Regions from separate parts of the Mus musculus genome. Here region 2 is linked to region 1. Evidence: chromatin contacts called from public HiChIP or PLAC-seq data. All regions are on one chromosome and are shown on one strand. Each heading gives the region's core, a stretch centred on a gene start, on an enhancer-like site or on the middle of the called end of the contact. The rest is flanking DNA. Distances are from core to core; before and after follow the strand shown.

What was found. HiChIP or PLAC-seq counts read pairs in DNA pulled down with a chosen protein or histone mark.
Region 2: a contact with region 1 is called in an H3K27ac HiChIP or PLAC-seq map of epiblast stem cells. The contact joins the enhancer-like site here to the promoter of Nipa2 in region 1. A contact is called at or near these places in 2 of 39 promoter capture datasets (embryonic stem cells and liver), 2 of 484 Hi-C or Micro-C datasets (embryonic fibroblasts and reprogramming fibroblasts), 3 of 115 datasets of contacts at active chromatin or transcription factors (embryonic stem cells and epiblast stem cells) and 2 of 9 other capture datasets (adipose tissue and pancreatic islet).

The regions. Positions count from the first base shown.
Region 1 is chr7:55,959,131-55,963,927 of GRCm38.p6, forward strand. It overlaps Nipa2 (non imprinted in Prader-Willi/Angelman syndrome 2 homolog (human)), which reads right to left and starts at 3,363. Exons shown (of 7, transcript NM_001256130.1): 1 at 3,070-3,363; 2 at 2,322-2,442. A230056P14Rik (RIKEN cDNA A230056P14 gene) reads left to right here and starts at 3,401. Exons shown (of 6, transcript NR_015495.2): 1 at 3,401-3,542.
Region 2 is chr7:55,997,347-56,002,222 of GRCm38.p6, forward strand. Nipa1 (non imprinted in Prader-Willi/Angelman syndrome 1 homolog (human)) reads right to left here. Exons shown (of 5, transcript NM_153578.3): 2 at 170-217. Among named protein-coding and RNA genes, the nearest start is that of Nipa1, 20 kb to the right of the region's middle. Within about 2 kb of position 1,830, at least 39 of the 459 cell types and tissues checked have an H3K27ac peak or open chromatin away from gene starts, as enhancers often do. A contact at or near this core is called in epiblast stem cells, where this site is marked.

The DNA of each region.
Region 1 (4,797 bases), core at 2,113-4,612:
GGAAGCAGAACCAGACTCAAGAGGTGAGGTGCCATCCTTTATTCTACCCTTTTCTCAAAGGATGCCGCCTAGTCACAGCAGGTAACTTGCAGCTAACATTGGGGGTCCCAATGTAGTTACCAATAACTAAGACCTTTCCTTTGTTCCACACCTAACTTTTTTTTTGTTTGTTTGTTTGTTTGTTTTTCGAGACAGGGTTTCTCTGTGTAGCCCTGGCTGTCCTGGCACTCACTTTGTAGACCAGGCTGGCCTCAAACTCAGAAATCCGCCTGCCTCTGCCTCCCAAGTGCTGGGATTAAAGGCGTGCACCACTACGCCCAGCTCACACCTAACTTTTAAATCTTAGTTCCTAATACTGTATTTCACACACCTTGTGTTCTTTCCATGGCTACCACTTTAATCTACTCCTAATTGTCTATTTACCGGCTTCATTGCAAAGGGCCCAACCAAAAAGCACTCCTGTAAGCAATTCCTAGTTGAATTCCAGGAGCCAAAGTAACTACCATGTTTCCTGAATTCCCTAGACTTTAGCCTATTCCATTCTGAATTTCCTAACCTGTATTAAGGTTACTTATATAGATCATAACCTCCTTCGCTGTGGCTCTCAGTGAAAAACTGGGCTTGCCTATAAATCACATTTACTTAAACTAACAAAGGTGTTCTGAGTACATAATGTATGAACAAGGGGATAGAGCCATGAAGAAAAACACAGACCAAAACTCTGGTCTTCATGAAAGTTACCTCCCAGACAGAAGCAAGGTAAAACAAGAAATAAAAGGGCACTGCAATGTGGTAAATGCCATGGTGAAAAATAATGCACACTAAGGCGCTAAGGGAGGAGGCCTTGATGAGGTAACACTGCGCAGACTTGAAAGGGATGGAAAAAGAACAAAGTGGCACTATAAACGCAGGCTCTACTTAAGAGCAGGTATGCTGTTTTCTGGGAAAGGAAAGATTACTATGGTTGAGTCTAAGTGAGCAAAGTTATGTGAGATACCACAGTAGAGTAACATTCCAACATTACATGTTAGACCACACAGGAGCCCTATAAGCAAGACACAAAGCCAAAAAATATGAACACACCTGCAATCCATTTATTCTTACTTAAAGTCCTCACAGAACTTTATACAAGTGTTAATTTCAAATTTATCTATACAAAATCAATACAACTAGCTATATACAAAATGTTATAGCTGGGAATGTTTTAATCTGAGATATGTGCTTAGTTCTACAATAAAGAAGTATGTAGAACTTTAGTTTGTCAAGTAGGGAGTTTTAAAGTCTCTAATACAATTTTTACTAACTATAACCTTCATGTTATACATTAAATCTCACAACTTACTCTATATACCTGTTACTTTGCATCCTTTGATGCAAGTCTCTCTTCAACCCACCATCACATGTCATGTCGCTCTACAGAGTTCTTGTGTCTACCACAACAAATGCCCTCAAATAAGTCAGATTTAGGTAAAGCTTTTTATATTTTCTATAGAAAAAAATTGGGTACTATTTAATCATATGTGACTCATTTTATATCTTCACAGAGCTTCAAAGTCAGTAGAACTGCTTTCCTTACATCAAAGGGCTACCACTTCAAACAATATCAGAGGATAGTGTTATTTCTCCTTGACAGCCACAGAAAACACATCTCAGAATGTTAGGCACTCATGAGAGGATCACTCAGAAAAGAGATTGGCTCTACTAATCCTGACTGCCATATCATCTTAAAATGTTAGAACTGAAGGGTCTCCTTATGGAGTCCAGGCTGGCCTTGATCTTGAAATCATCCTGTCCCAGCCTCCGGAGTGCTGGAATTACAAGCTTGTATCACCATACCTGGCTGTAAAAGTTCAGCTCTTAAGTCTACTTCTACATAATGTTTACTACTATCTAAAGCTTATAGCAGTCTCAGCTTCAGGTTTAGCTCATTTTTCTTGTGTGTGCACACCTAGTAGTGGTATTTCCCGTATCTGTGAAAAACTAAAGAAAACAACATTATCAGTCATTCTCCACCTTATTTTTCCTGATGGGGCCTCTCAATCAACCTAAAGTTTACTGACTCAACAAGACAAGCTAGACAAGAGGTGGGCAGGAACCTCCGGGCAGTGGTGGCGCATGCCATTAATCCCAGCACTAGGGAGGCAGAGGAGGCCAGCCTGGTCTACAGAGTGAGTTCCAGGACAGCCAGGACTACACAGAGAAACCCTGTCTCTATAAAAATCAAAACAAAAAACAACCAAACAACCAAACAAAAAAATACTACAGAACCTAATCTCCGATCTAACTTAGCAATACTGTTAGAAATTAAAATTTTAACTTACATGTAAGTTTAATATGGTCTTTCTTTTAAAAAACAGAGATGATTTATTCATTCTCATTTTCTTGGAAACGCTATCCTTTATTCCCATTTAAAGTATTTAACCACGGCAGAGTAGTTCCACCCTGGAAAGAAGAAAATATGGAAGTAGGTGAAAGGACAGAAAATTACTAAATACTTAGATATATAGTTACTGGCCTTCCTGTTCTTTCACTTAGTAAGTACTGTAAGAGCTTCTACATACAGCTTACTGGAATGAAAAACGTCAAATCTCAGACTTCCTCTTTTAACTTTAAAAATAATTAATATGGTATCAAACGGGCACATGATATAGAATCTAAAGAAACTGCACTCAAGACCACTCCTAAACTAAATGCCTTGCCATTATCGTAGAGAAATCAAAGAAGCAGGAACCCCAAACCCTGCATTTTGTGTAAACCCTATTAAGTGCCAGGGAACTGAGTCAAGCAAGCTCAAAACGTTACAGCAAGCCGAAACCATCTTCTGAAAACTCACGAAGGCAAATAAAACTGATATGCAGAACTTAACGAGTACGCGACCGGACAGGGCCAACCAGCCAGACTTCTGCCGGATTGAATGGCAATCAATCCGACTCACTGCGGATCACCAGGGAAGCTGCGTCCACCCCAGAACACGCGAAAAAGCAAGTCGCCCCGGGGCCCTTCTCCGACCTCAGGCGGCCGACACAGCCCGCAGCTCCGCCCTGGAGCTCGCTTACAGGAAGTAGCTACCTTAGGGCCGTCGCAGGCCGGCGGGCGACTCGGCTCCCTCCGGGACGCGACCCCGGTGCCCGCTCAGACCCCCACGCAGGCAGCTCGCTCCTGCGCGCACACAGCCACCGTCTCCGGCGACGTCCCGCGGGAAGTTCGTGCATCCGAGACTGCAGTGAGCGCCGCCTCCTCCATGGGAGAGCCGAGAGGAGCCTACCTCGGACAGCCTTCGGCCGCACCGCGGCCAGCACCAGAAGAGCCGCCGAGAACCTGCCGGGAAACCTGGGCGCAGACTAGTGACGTAAACCGCGCGCGCTGGGCAGGCACAGCTCAGGCCCCGCCTCCGCAAGGCTCTTCGCCCCGCCCTGACAGCGAGCCGGAGGAGCCGTACCTTCTAAGGTCATCTTTGCTCACCTACTCATCAAAAATCCAGCCCTGTTATTTAAAATCCGATTTCCTGGGAGTCTTCACGTGGGACCTTTGGGATGGAGGAGGTGGGTTTGACCGCAAAGGGCGGAAGTGGGCGGGACAAGGAGGCAGGTTTCCAGGGAAGAGACAGTAAAGCTTGTGGAGGAGGACCTTGTGATTTGGACAAGAGATCTTTTCCACGAGATGCACAGGAAACAAAGTAATAGCTTTTTCTCGGCTGCTTTTGCTTTGAAAAGACCATTGAAGGCTGCTGAAAATCCTTGTTTACAGGATATGTTACTCCAAGAACATTTGTTTGGGTGTGTTTGGGAGGGAGATCCTTGTAAAATGAATTATACATTTATTGAAACATTAAAAACAGCACTGTAGTTTTCCTATCTCCTATGCTAATGCTTTGGACGTGATGGTCTAAAACATTGAGGGAGTGGCTAAGTAGCTAATTTAAAAGCTACTCTGCTGTGAACTTGACAACCAGATACCCAAGTGTCTTAGAACTGGCTCTTGAGGACTTATTTTGCTCAATTTTTAGGGTAGGCTAATTTCTAGATGACATGCAAGTGGGACTTTGATGATCAGGTAAATACAGAATGACTCCAATTTTTCCACCTTTCCATGTGTCCACAAATTTTACAGTACCTGCATCTCCACTCTCCCTGAATCTGCATTGGCTGGGGGAATGGTATTGAGCAAAGAAAAATGCAATGAAACTTGATAAGAAGCCCGGACTGGTGGGCAGGAGGGAATAATGGAGAACAAATGTAGTACAATGTAGACCAGGAACAAAGCCACCATACTGACTTCCTTCCTGGCTAACTCAGAATTGCTGGCAAGGGTCAGGTTGGTTCACATCAGCAAAACTGCCCCACTGACCCATCGGCCTAAAAGAAAGAATAAGTGATTGCCACCTCATTTTGGTTTAAATTGATAGGCAGCAATAACTTAACTGATAAAGATGGCAACAGACATCTCCAAAGACCTGTTGATTATCATAAAGGCACTGGTTGGTTCATTTGAACAGGTGTGTGCCGTATGTGGGATCAGCATTGTAATTTAACCGTGGTAGAGAATTATCTTGTGGCACCTCCCTCTCCCTTCCCTTCCTCCTTCTCACTCCCTCCTCCCCATTGTCCTAAACATCCAAGGTACAGATCCTTCTCATCCATCTGCTTTCATCATTACAATCCTTTAGCTACTGTCACACTCATTATCTGGTCCTCCAAGCCAGTACTCACATCACACAGTGGAGTGAGTGTGGTGTGTGTGTGTGTGTATGTGTGTGTGTGTGTGTGAGTGCCTATTTAGTATGCTGCGGGCTCCTTA
Region 2 (4,876 bases), core at 580-3,079, 37 kb after region 1:
TTCAGCAAAGAGAAGGACAACAGGAAAAGAGAGTGAATCTGAAGTGCAGAGAGTAGAAGCATGGGAGGACTTTCAAAGCCACACTCATCTTGCCCTCTCCATCCCCACCCATGTGATAACTTTAGAAAAAAATATAAGAAGACTGTAAGCTACTATATAAACCACTTACTTGCAATTGTGCCAGCCCACCACACAATGTCTGTTAGGTAGGAAGTACCTATAAAAAAAGGTGAGAATATCAGGAAAGCAAGCTCATTTAGTGCTGTGTGTGTGTGTGTGTGTGTGTGTGTGTTTATGATGTATATACACATGTCTATAGGCTGATGGGATTTATTAGACTGGGGGCCATCACGCCCTAGCATTTCATCTGTTGGTGCTCTGGAGTTACAGATACTCATGACGCATTCCAAGATTTCTACATGGATGCTAGGATATGAACTCAGAGCCTCAGCAATTGCACAGCAAGCCCTAGCAAATTACCTGTTTGTGCTATGAAGTTACAGATATTTATGACAAATTCCTATCATTTCCTACATGGGCACTAGGATATGATTTCAGAGCCTCCGCAATTGCACAGCAAGCATTCTTACTAACTGAGGCATCTCCCCAGCCTTGGGAAGAAGGTTTATAAACCGTATGTAAGTACTGGAGAGATGGCCCAGAAATTAAGAGCACTTACTACCCTCGCAGAAGACCCAAGTTCAATCCCTGGCATCCACACCAGGCAGCTCACAACTGTCTATAACTTCAGTCCAGCCTCTGAAGACACATGTACACCACCTACCACCACAATCACCACCACCACTACCACCACCACCACCACCACCACCACCACCACCACCACCACCACCCACATGCTGAGAAGGCCAGGCTGATTCCATAACAGGCTTCAAATTGTCAGTTAGGAAGACTAAGCCTAAATCTTTGTTTCTAAGAACTGGGCAATTCCAGGCAAGTCTAGGCCTCAGAAGCTGCCCCATCACCTGGCCTAATGAGGCAAGGACAATGGGTCAGCAGCAGTTTCCAGACTTCCTCAGTTACTTTGTCAGCAATGGTTTCCAGCCCCCATGTCCCAGTAATGGAAGATAAGGGTCAACTACCCTAGAATGTCCTACTATGTTTTAAATCAGGCCTTTGAGCACACTTGGTAGCCTGTGAACACACTTGGTTGTCTCTCTATCTTGGTAATGGGAGACCCCAGCATGCTGGACTTGTGCAGAATAAAACAGTCTGCGTTTACATACTATTTGAGTCCTGGGTATCATTCTTTGGTGAATTATAGACTCTTACAGTGTGTAATTAAAATTTTTCAACCTTTAAAAAAAGTTATTATATACATTACCAAGTAAGAGATTCACAATGACACTTAGAGAACTCCTCACATGAAAACTAAGCAAAAAGGAGTGAGTGTTAACTTGCTTACTCAGCTCATTAGTAATCTTTAGTCTATCAATGGGCGAGAAGCCACTGAAAGTAGTAAAGTGGGGTTTGGATGGGTTGTTTTGTTTTTTCTCAACCAACCCAGGCTGACAAACAACTTGCTCATAGGTTGGTGTTCCTTGGCTAAATAAGTCACAACCTAAAAAATATTCTTGGGACTCTCCATCCTATTTTCCTGCCTCACTGGGAAATAAATTCTATTTATCATTGCTGTGTGAATGCAGGGCTATTTATTTTCCATATACCCCGACTTTAAGGTGATTATCAAGTCCAGAGGGAACTCTATTTCCTCACATTCTAGTGGTTAGACAAAAGCCAGCAGCATTCCTCAGGAACTGTGAAGCCAGTTCCCCTCTACCAAAACTAGTCATTTCCCTTATCCCTGGCAGAAGGACAAAGGGCTCTCTGTGGGTGGTGTTTATCAGCATAACAAAATGCAGGCTAGCCTCCAGGCTCCCTCAGTATCTGCGTGCTTATTACACATTTCAGAGTCCATCTACTCTTCTCCATCCCCATCCTAAACTTGCACCATTCAGGAGCGTCCCCTCGCCCCCCCCCCCCCCAGCCATTCATTCTCCATATAACCTGCTCTTTGGGCTGTGCTCCCTCTTCTGCCTGTCCTCGGCCCTCCTCTCTGTCTCCCCCACTCCTACTCTGCCTCTCTCTCTGCTCTCTGCCTTTGCTTGTCTCCTGACCAGGTCCAGCCTGCTGGCCATGGTCAGCCTGCTACTTTCTCTCTCTGCTCTGGACTCTTCCTGATGCCTCTGGCTGTTCTCTCCCTCATAGCTACACTAAAAACTTTGCCTTTACCCATATCATTGAGTGGTCGTGTTGCCAGTTTATGCAGTGACATCCTGTTACCTGGGAAATTATCTCCATATCCTTAGGTTAGTGTGCTGTCTACAGTAAAATGGTCAGGGGAATTTGAGAAAGGTAATCGACAACACAACGAAGGTATATAAAGTCTAATGGCTGGAAAGTGGGGAGTCAGTTTAGTTAGGAGTCACCAGGCTGTGTCAGTCGGCAGGTGCTGGGAAACTGCAGATCCCTGAGCAAGAAGAAAATATATGCTTGTGTGTGTGTGTGTGTGTGTGTGTGTGTGCACGCATATGCATGTATGTCTGTAAAGGTCAACAGACAACTTCCAGAAGTCAGGTATCTTCTCTCACCGTAAGTCCCACAGATTAACCTCACTCAGGTCCTAGGCTTGCACTGAATACACTTTCAGCCAATGAGTCATCTGAGCACTCATGAGGACTTCTGACGTTGGAGCAAATCCGTCTTGCACTATAAAATGGCCGGGAATGGAATGCTGTGCTTTGAATATGAAATGTGCCCCAGAAGATCATGTGTTTGGAAACCTAGTCCCCAACTTCTTGTGCTGTTGAAAGGTTGGAGAACTTTAGAAAGTAGAGCCCTCTCTGCCTCCTGACTGCAGACTGTGACCAGCTGCCTCACGCACCCGCAGCCTTGTCTTTTGTAACATAACGGACTGGATTCCTTCTTAATCTGTAAGGCTTATGGAATAAACTCTCCATTAAGTTGTTCCCTGAAAGGAATTTGGTGACATCAAGTAGCAAAGGAGCTGATAGCAACGATCACCCACAGCGCAACTGTTGCCCAACAGCAGGAATCCTGTGAATTAACAAGATGCATGACCAAGGAGAGGATCAGATCCTAAAGGCGCCAGGATAAACACATAAAAGCAGCCAATATTACGGGAAAAGTGGAAACGTTCCTGAACACTGGGTATATGAAATAAAAACCATAATGTCAGAAAAGGTGCACAATATGTAAGTGACCCATTAATGGTGACAGATGCCCAACCTTGGTCTGTCTCTTTCTCTCTTTTGTTTTGTTTTTTGGTTTTTCGAGAGAGGGTTTCTCTGTGTAGCCCTGGCTGACCTGGAACTCACTCTGTAGACCAGGCTGGCCTCGAACTCAGAAACCCGCCTGCCTCTGCCTCCCAAGTGCTGAGATCAAAGGCATGCACCACCACTGCCCAGCTGCAACCTTGATCTCTTCTGGGACCTAGACCTCACCTAGCTCTGCTGTATTTCCAAGTTTGCTTATTTCTTTCATCTAATAAACTATCTTTTCCCATTCTATGTGTCTTTGTCCAAATCACTGTTTGCAGACACAAGAACCTGACAATTTTAGCAGCTGTGCTCTGAAGTCACATGTGCACCTATAACCACTGTCATATCAGGCAGCTAGGAGGGAAGCAGGAAAGGCTTTCAAATGTTCTCATCCTTAACAAGATTACCTACCACAGCATAATTCTCTCCTTCCTCAAACACAAGGAAACGATGGGAAGTTCCCATGGAATGCCTGATCAAAGGCTGAGGAACCCATATTCAAACACTTTTTTAATCTTTCCCTTCCAAGGTGCCCAGGCTTAGTTCCTAATGATATAATAAAGACCATGGCCAAAACCAACATGAAAGGAAAGCTTTTTTGGCTAACATTTCCCAATCACACACAGAGCATCATTGAGAAAAGTCAAAGCAGGAACCTGAAGGCAAGAACTGAAGCAGAAGTCATGGAGAAACACTGCTTACTGGCTTACTCCTCATCGCTTACTGAGCCTGCTTTCTTATACAACTCAGGGCTGCTTGCCCAGAGATGGCAGCCCCATGGTGAACCGGGCCATCTTACATCAATCATCATTCAGGAAAATGTTCCACAGACTTGCTAGTAGGCAAATCTGATAGAAGCATTTTCTAAGATTAAACTGGTAAGTGTTTATCTGGGAGAGTCTACCTTCAAACTTGGAAGTTCATAGGAACCCACGTGGACCCCAGCCAACTTATAAGATACCCTCCCAGAGTTATACACACATGGAGCTGCCTGTCACCCAAAGGCATAACTGGTCACATGGGCAACAAAGACAGTGATGTCACATGACCAGCCAAAGTGGCAACAAGTATGGGTTTGGCATAGTGTTGTAGTGTTGGAGACGCAGACTTTCTCTTAAAACCACTGGCATTCACTGTCCACATCCACTATTCCTCCTAGCTTTCTGAAGACTGGGCATGACATGGTATGGCAAATTCATATGGGACTCGTAACCACACCACAGCAGCTCTCACCCTCTGCACCCTCCTCTTGGGATAATTCTCCAGGACCCTCTCCTGACCCTGCATTGGGGAGGAGCAGGATTCAACCCTGGCCCGTGAAGGTTCTCAACACCTGTCTTCTTCACATGCAGACACCATCTGTGACTCCTAACTGACTCTACTCCCCATTTTCCTACCATTAGGCTTTTATTTACTTGTGTTCTCTCATAGGCTACTTTTCTCAAATTCTCCTATGCATTTACTGTAGGCAACACTAGCCTAAGGAAATGGAGGTAAGACATCACCTTAAGGGTGAGGTCTAAGGAAAACATGAATGCCATTGCATTAAATGGCAGTCTAAAAGCAAAAGCCATAGT